Regions from separate parts of the Neogale vison genome. Here region 2 is linked to region 1. The links are chromatin contacts, called in public Hi-C maps. All regions are on one chromosome and are shown on one strand. Each heading gives the region's core, a stretch centred on a gene start, on an enhancer-like site or on the middle of the called end of the contact. The rest is flanking DNA. Distances are from core to core; before and after follow the strand shown. Region 1 overlaps ZHX2 (zinc fingers and homeoboxes protein 2). Region 2 holds the start of ZHX2 (zinc fingers and homeoboxes protein 2).

Region 1 (3,894 bases), core at 966-3,465:
CCGTCATTCTGCAAGAGGGAGGTGTGGTCTTAAGTTGCCTGTCTTTGCTCCAGACAATGCTTTACCCTGATCACCAACGACAGCCTTTAATTCCAAAGAACATCACTAGCGAGTGACTAGCTCGATGTCCGCCACTTCCTGAGCGCTCGTTCTGTGCCAGGCATTGAGCCGAGTCCCCCACACGCCTTTTCTCTCTCCCACGGCAAATCTGAGGAGCACGCGTCCACGCCCCCATTATACAGATGGAAATCGGAATCTTTCAGTGATCAAATACACTGCCCCAAGTCACAGGAGTCAACTTTCAGCACTGGGGTTCGAACTCTGGACTCACCAGATATAGTCTTTCCAGTCCCCCTCTCCCACCCCTTAACAGGCTCTTAAACTTTGCTCCATGGCTGGAATTGCTGGCAAACTGGGCCATCTCTCCTCCAAGCCCAACCTACTCTTCTACTAAGATCCCCTCAAGAGCACAGAGGACACAACCTCCCCAAGGGGTGCGGGCACAGCTTGATGCCTCGAACAAGCTGAATTCTACTCTAGAATTGATCTGTTACTCATCTCCAAATATTTCCTCTTCAAACCTGTTCAGTGCAATCAATAGACACTCAGGGAAGAGGTGCCGGCCCTGGGCTGGGCAGGGTCTGTTTTGCTCACCGCTGTCTGGGGAGATAAGGTGAGCCTTTGCAGCGGGGTTGGAGCTGGAGACTTTGACGATATTACTGTGCCAATTGTGGCACATGGCCATGGTGGCAAGCTCACCAGGAGGGGCCCCCTGGGAATACGGCAGAGGGGGGTGGATCTGAAAGGCAAAGAAAAAGCTGGCGGGGGTGGGGGGTTGTCCCTGCTGGATACAGATACCGGAAGCCAGCTGGAGTGCCCTTAGCCAAGCAGGCCAAAGAAAGAGCAAGCACCAGATCTTTCAGGGACTTGCAGGCATTTTAAGACATCGGGTCCTTCTACCCGTGAGTGATGGGAACTCACCAAAGAGCTGGGAGCTCTGTGTCTATAGGACCTGACACATGGCAGCCCTCAAAAGTCATTGTTGAGTGGTCAGTGGAATCCTGCTGACGCCCCCCCACCCCATCCTCCAGCAGTCTGAGAGCCATCCCTGGGACCCTGCCATCTTTACAAAGGCCAACCACAGGGCAATCTGATTTGTGTAGGGCACAACTGTCCCCGGGGCACCTGGCCTGAGCCTCCTTCTGTCAGACCTCAGGGGAACCCTGGCTCCGGTGGCTGCTGACAGATGTTGGGAACGACTACACCTTTGATTACAGCTCATGTTTCAGAGGGAAAAACACACTCCCTGGAGATTGGGAGTCTATGAAAATGAGCCCTTGCAAAAGAGAGGAAAGTGAGCTGGAAACACAAGCCCTCTGGCCGGGCGGTGGTTTCTTTATTTAAAATAAACAACAACAGCAAAGAGGATCAGCCTGAATGAGAAGCAGGTTCTGGATAATCCCTGACAGGCGGGACTTAACAGCGAGTGGCAGAAGGTGGTTGGAGAGACTGGTCTGTAGGAAGGCTGTACAGGGTCTCCCAGAACGGGGAGGGGATGTCTGCCTCCCCATCGTCCTGCCCCGGTGGGAAACACAGCTCCTGCGGACATTAAATTTAACCCTCATAGGGAAACTGGTAGACCCGGTTTAGATCATGCTTTCTACCATTTACGAGTTTTGTGTCCACAGACAAAATACTTTACGTCCTCTGAGCCTTAGTGTTGTCATCCAAGAAATGGACACGATGGGGATTAGATGATATGAATGTAGGAGCTTGAACGCGTGTGTCTGAATACAATTCTTCCATTTTCTCCCACACTGCCTCCTGACCTTCAAGACAGCTTTCTTCCCCTCCTGCCTTGATTATTATTAAGCACATACATGCAGTTAATAAACGCTGGTTCTGCTCCCCCTTTTCCCCCCACCAGGTTTAGCACAAATCTGGGTATTCAGGAGGTGCTTAATAAAGCCATGCAAATTAGACCCTCGTCTGTGCAACACAGTGGCTGAGAATATACAAGGAAAAGGCAGCGAGCTGTGTTTTTTTTCTCCACTGCATCCTGTTTGGAGCCCTTTATTAAATTCTTAAGTATGACTTGCCTTCAGGGTCAAAATAAAATTTCCACAGATTTCCACTTTGCACTCATAAATGATTCTCGCTAAACTCTTTTTCGTTTTAAATTTTTTTATGTGTGTGAGAGAGCATAAATGTACTGACTCATAGCTGGAAAAACTCCCTAACACATTCCAAATTTGTCGAGTCACATGAATTGAATAAAAGCGCTTCACGTATGCTAGTCCCAGGCTGGCGAGCCGTCCCACCGGCTCTGGCCCCCCCCCCACCGCTCCTACTCCGGGGCCTGGGGGACCTTCTACAGTGGGCATCAAATATCCAAAGCAGGTTCAAAGGATACAAGGATTAAAAAGGATTTAGCACCTAACTCAAGCCAGGCGCCAATTCTGCAAGGCAGTGTCACATAGATCCCAAAACATCAAATAAAAATTTGCATATAGGATCCCTGAAATTTAACAATTTCATTTATTGACTCAAGTCTGTGCTGGGCACTCTATCGAGCCCTTTCCATGCCGGACTAGTTTAATCTTCACAGTCACCCAGGTGGGTGGGTAGGGTTACGATCGGCAGACATGGTCCGCCGTTACAACGAGCCTCCTTTTACAAAAGAGGAAACTGAGGTACAGAAGCGTGAGTAACTCACTCCAGGTCTCACAGCGTGCAGATGGCGGAGCTAAGATTCAACCTGATCTCGCTCTAGAGCAGATGCTCTGACACGCCCAGCCATTCATTCTGAAGGGAAAGAACCCTTCTGCAATGAAGAAAGAAAGCTCCATTTATTCCACAATTGTCTACCCAACACTTAGAATACAAACACTGCACCAGATGTCGAAGGGAGGCTGTTGGTAGGCAATTTGGTTACTGATTTCACTGAGTTTGGAACTGCACTGAGGAGCTAAGATGTATGCACAAATAATTACCACAAAAGTAAGTGAGAATGCCAACAGCGGGGTTGTAAAGTGGTGCGGGTGGCAAAGTCTTGGTAAGGTGGTAACTCTGGCTGGAGTGATCCGGGAGGGCTTCCTGGGGGAGGTGTTATTTGGCTGGATTGAAGGATGTGAAGATGTGTGGGATCCAGGCGGGAGGTGGCAGGACAAGATCCCGCTCGCTTACTACCAGCGAGTGCACACAGGTGGCTGGATGGCCCTGGGAGTTCCCATCCTGGTTCTGATTTGGGACCTACCACCCCAGGGTGGGAACATCTTTCTTGGGGTGGCTGCACCTCCGTCTGGCAGGCTGGAAGCACAGGCAGAAAGAACAGAGGGAAAGAGGCCACCAGGACGAGAAGATTGGGAAGAGAAGGCGGGACACTGGAGAAAGGGTGGAGGGTGCAGATCTGGCCAGAACAGGAGCTCCAGACCCACCTGCGACGGGGCTGGCTCTGAGCGACCCCCTGGCTCTCGGGCTTCAGTTTCTTTTATCTACAGGGAGGGAAATGAAGAAGTGCCGGAATATTCCAGCTGGGTGGAACCTTGGAGAGCTCCCAATTTATCCCATTACTTTGCAGGCAAGGGAACTGAGGGCCAGAGACGCTGTGTTCGCAGAAGTCCCTGGATTTGAATCCAGGTTGGTGGGATGAGGACTCAGGGAGCCCCTCTCCTAGCACACGCGAGGCATGCTGTGTGGGAGGGGAGACGGAGACCCCCCGAATGGGCCTCAGCTAGTCCACTGGCCTCGGGCTCTGACTCCCCTGTGTGTGTGGGGTGGGGGGCCCTGGAAGGCTCAGCCCTACACCACATGAGGCACAGCTCCAGGCCGCCAGCCTGGGCCCAGCCCCCCCAGCACATCGTCCTCTCTCAGCCGCGGCTGGCACCCATCCTC
Region 2 (3,894 bases), core at 573-3,072, 65 kb after region 1:
GGGCCGAGGGGACCGTCCTGGGATGCTCACTGGTTCCCAACTTTCCGCTCCTCTCCGTCTCCGCAGCCTCCTGCACAGCAGCCGGGGAAAGGGCAAGTTGGCAGAGGCGAGGATACCAAGTCCTGCGGAAGCCACAAAGACGCCGCAACACCAACAAAGATGAACCTCTCTCGCGGGGCGGACGCCAGCGCCAGCTGCCGCTCCGGGGGCGAGCGTGGGCTCGGCTGGCAGAGGCGGCCGCGGGCGTGGGCCGGCCGGCCGCGGACCGCGGGGCCACCACCCCCAGCCCCCCCCACCCTGCCCCCGGCCGCCCCCCCCCCGCCCCCCGCCGGTCCCCTGCGCGGGCGCCCCGCCACCTGAGCCGGGCGTGGGGGCCGGTGCCGCGCTCCGGCCCTGCCCGCGGCAGGTAGCTCCGGCGGCCGCCCGCAGCCACCGGCGGCGACGAGAGGCGAGGCAGCCTCAGCCCACGGCGTCATGCTTCCTGCCACCACAGTACGGCGAATCGTCACCGGGAGAGGGGAGAAGAGGGGAGCGCGGGGGAGGGCGGGCAGCTCGCACACGCAGCCCCCCTGCCTGCCAAAGCCGCCGGGCCGGGCCACGTCCCGCCGGAGTCCCCGCGGGACCTGCCCCGTTTGCACAAAGCGCCGCGGCCGGGCCACGGAGGGAGGGAGACGGCCACGAAATAAATAAATAAAAACAGAGTCGGGTCTACGTAACGCCCTGTCGAAAGCGGACGCCATATTTTTTTGTGGCTTATGTCGACATAGGGAAACGTAGACATGTTTTTCCTCCTCCTCCTCCTCCTCGGTCTGGCTCCCATTTATCCAAACTTGTAATCAAAACTCTTTAAAAAAAAAATCGCCCCCCCCTCCGGATCCTCTGATTTCCTCCCACCCGCAAAAAGGGCCCGCACCGCCCCCCCTTTCCTCACCCCCACCCCCTTCCAATCACAAACCCGGCCAAGTCCCATTAACAACACATTTTCGGGAGCCGCGGCGGCGGCGGCGGCGGTGGGAAAGTTGGGCTGGAGTGGCCGGCGCCCGGCGTGCGGGGCTCGGGGCTGGCGGCGCCGGGCGGGGGGTGCCGGGCGCCGAGGCGAAGTTTCTTACCTGCGCCGGGGCTGGGGACGCGGGGACCCGGGCTGGGAGCGCGGAGACGCGGCACGGGCGTTCCAAAATGGAACTCTGCTGGCTCCCCCCACCCACTCCCCACTCCCCACCGGGCGCCGGGCTCGGGCTCCGTGGGAAAGAGGGGCACGGCCAGCCTGCCAGACAGACGGACAGGAAAAGCCCCCGTACGGGGAACAGTGGCCAAATTTTTAAAAAGAAGAAGAAAAAAAAAAAAAAAAAAGAAGGGGAAAAAAAAAAGGGGAAAAAAAATGTCTCGATCAGTGGGGAATCTACGCCAAAACCCACATGATCTGTAACGTCAGCATGCGTATTTGCATACGATACCACCACCCGAGCTGCCACCCGGGCTCGGGTTCCGCAGAAAGTTACAAAGTGAAATTCGGCCCCCTCCGGAGACGCCGGCGAAATGTCATTTTCAGGCGGGAGCTGGGTGGGGGGAGGCTGGCCCTAAAGGCGCTGGTTACTAGCCGAGGTTGGGGGGGGGCAGTAAATTAACTTAAAAGTCTGAGCCCAGTAACGGACTCGGAGGAATTTCTGCGAGGGGAGGAGGGGGAGGCGCGAGCGAGATCATTGAATATTAAGCACGACCCGGCCCGGCGGCCGCGGCCAAACCCTCCCGGTGCAATACCCATTTTCTTTATGAAAAGTTCAAGGTGTCACTGATGAGCTCAACAAACTGTTGATCCTGACCACGTGGAGTGGCAGACGGAGGGACTGCGGGGCGCGGCTGCTGGCCCTGAGCTGGCGGCATCCCCAGACCCCGCGTCCCTCTCTCGGCTCTAGGGGCCGCGCGCGCGGGTGGGGCCGCCACGCATCCAGGGCGCTGTCTGCCCTTTCTCCGCGTCTTTGGGCTCAGGGAAATAATAACTTTAAAAAAAATTTTTTTTAAAGCGAGTTACGTTTTGCTCCTGGAATAGTAATAAGAGGGCTTGGGGTAGGGAGGGTGAGAAAGAGCCCCCACTTATATAACGACTTGAAATTAGATGGCTTTTGCTGGGGAGATTCGGAGATTTGCGCTTGCGCCAGGTCTGAGGTTGGTTAAAGATCCTCAAACTTTTTCCCTTAAGAGCCAATAAACAAACAGACGCCCCGGGAGCTGACTTAAACTCTAGTCGGGCCGGCGTTCGCTGCGATTCTCAGACTCGGAGAAATGCACACCCCTGCGGCGCTCGCAGGGAAGTCCCTCGGAAGCAGGGCGGGTCACTTTCGGAACTGGGACTCCGGCGTTCCCGGCGGAAAGGGATCCCTAACCGCCACCCCCTGGCTCCCCTCGGGCGTTTTAGAGTAAAAGCCGGCCGGGATCTCGCCGCCCTTCGCCGGCGGCCTCGGTGCGGTGAGCTTGCGTTCTGGGCGCGGCGTTCCTGCAGCTCTGCTACGCTGAGGAGCCCTGAGGAATTCGGGATCCAGGGGACGCTTCGGAATCTCACGGGCAACCTGTCTGCGCCTCGCATTCCTGCCGGGACCGACCCATTTCCCCTCTAAGGGCATCTCGACGCTTCAGCCTTTCCCGGTGTGAGTTGGGCGCAAGCGCGCACGAGCGGAGCCGGGGCCAAGGGACGCTGTCTGGGGTCTACTTCTGACAGTCTGAGCGCAGCGAGAAAACAAAGGGAGCCTGGGGCTGGGAGGCTCTGCGGAGTCCCCGCCCGCCCGGAGGATTAGCAGGCTCGGAGCGTCGGGGCTTCCCGGCCAGTCTCTGCTCCGGGGAATTAGAACGAACTCTAGCGGCGGTTTGCGACTCAGCTCTGGGCGTCAGGGCAGCAACAGGTGGCCGTGCGCGGCGCAGTGGCCAGAGGCGAGGACGGGGACTGGGGTGGGGACGGCTGGCCTTGGGGGCGGACCGCGTGGCCAAAGCACTGGGTGACCTTTTGACATTTTAGTTTTTTAGGCTGGGGAGAAGAAACTGGCCGAAAGGTTTTTCTAGTTTCTCCCCTAGGGGCTCCAATTTCTCTAACGTAGCCCCACTGGGGCTCCAAAAATTTTGACAATAAAAATAGCTCATATGCAAAATTTTCTTGCTGGTCTGCACCTGTTTGTTCGGTTATTGCTCATGTGGGGGCTGTCTATTCGTTTTCGTAACGGCGTATAAAACAAGGTCCTGGCCTGGGAGGGGTCTCTTGGGTGATGTTCACAGACCCGAGAGGCGAATGACGCAGCTCTCAACGGACTCATTAAATAACGGCTTCCTTGATGACCAAGACCCAGATCGCGTCGCATCTTTCTCAATCTCATTTGATAACTTCTAAGATCCTAATGTATTTGCCATCAACATGAGAATCTAGGCATGTTGTTTTATTTTTCTTCCCTCGAGGGTGTGCCTGAAGCCTACAAGAAAAAAGTAAAAAAAGGATCCCCCACCAACTTTAATAATTTTGGTACTGCTTACTCTCCACTCTTCTAAGTCTTGATCGCTCTTAGCCTTCACTCTTCCAGGTCATTCCACTGCCATTCCCCCTTAAAAGTGCCTGTAGTTCTGTTCGGTTCCGTGGAAATTACGGAAACCTTAAGGAAACTATTCCCGTTTTGGGTCTTCACCTCCTTTTGATGGTTCATCACTTAAGATGGTTTTCTATAAGCCAAGGTTCCTGTGCCTCCACTGTGTTACCCTTGGCCTCTGGCTGGGTGAGAGATTAATGGGGTGGGAAGGGTCAGGGTTGAGCCAAGCAGGCTAGCCCTCGGCACTGCTTTCTGAGTTCCCACGTCTTCAGGGCACTTAAGTGTCACGGAAACCGTGAGGTTTCTGGTGGGTTGCAGTGTCTGCAAATTA

The links. Hi-C and Micro-C count contacts between places; a contact is called where the count stands out from the background.
Region 2: a Hi-C map of tongue shows a contact between it and region 1, with 5 times the contacts expected there. The contact joins the promoter of ZHX2 here to the enhancer-like site in region 1. A contact is called at or near these places in 2 of 3 Hi-C or Micro-C datasets (muscle and tongue).

Annotation. Positions count from the first base shown.
Region 1 is chr4:17,399,211-17,403,104 of ASM_NN_V1, forward strand. The region is part of intron 2 of ZHX2 (zinc fingers and homeoboxes protein 2); the gene reads right to left. Among named protein-coding and RNA genes, the nearest start is that of ZHX2, 65 kb to the right of the region's middle. Within about 2 kb of position 2,216, the one cell type or tissue checked has open chromatin away from gene starts, as enhancers often do.
Region 2 is chr4:17,464,458-17,468,351 of ASM_NN_V1, forward strand. It overlaps ZHX2 (zinc fingers and homeoboxes protein 2), which reads right to left and starts at 1,823. Exons shown (of 5, transcript XM_044245018.1): 1 at 1,110-1,823. LOC122904332 (a long non-coding RNA gene) reads left to right here and starts at 2,006. Exons shown (of 6, transcript XR_006384185.1): 1 at 2,006-2,642.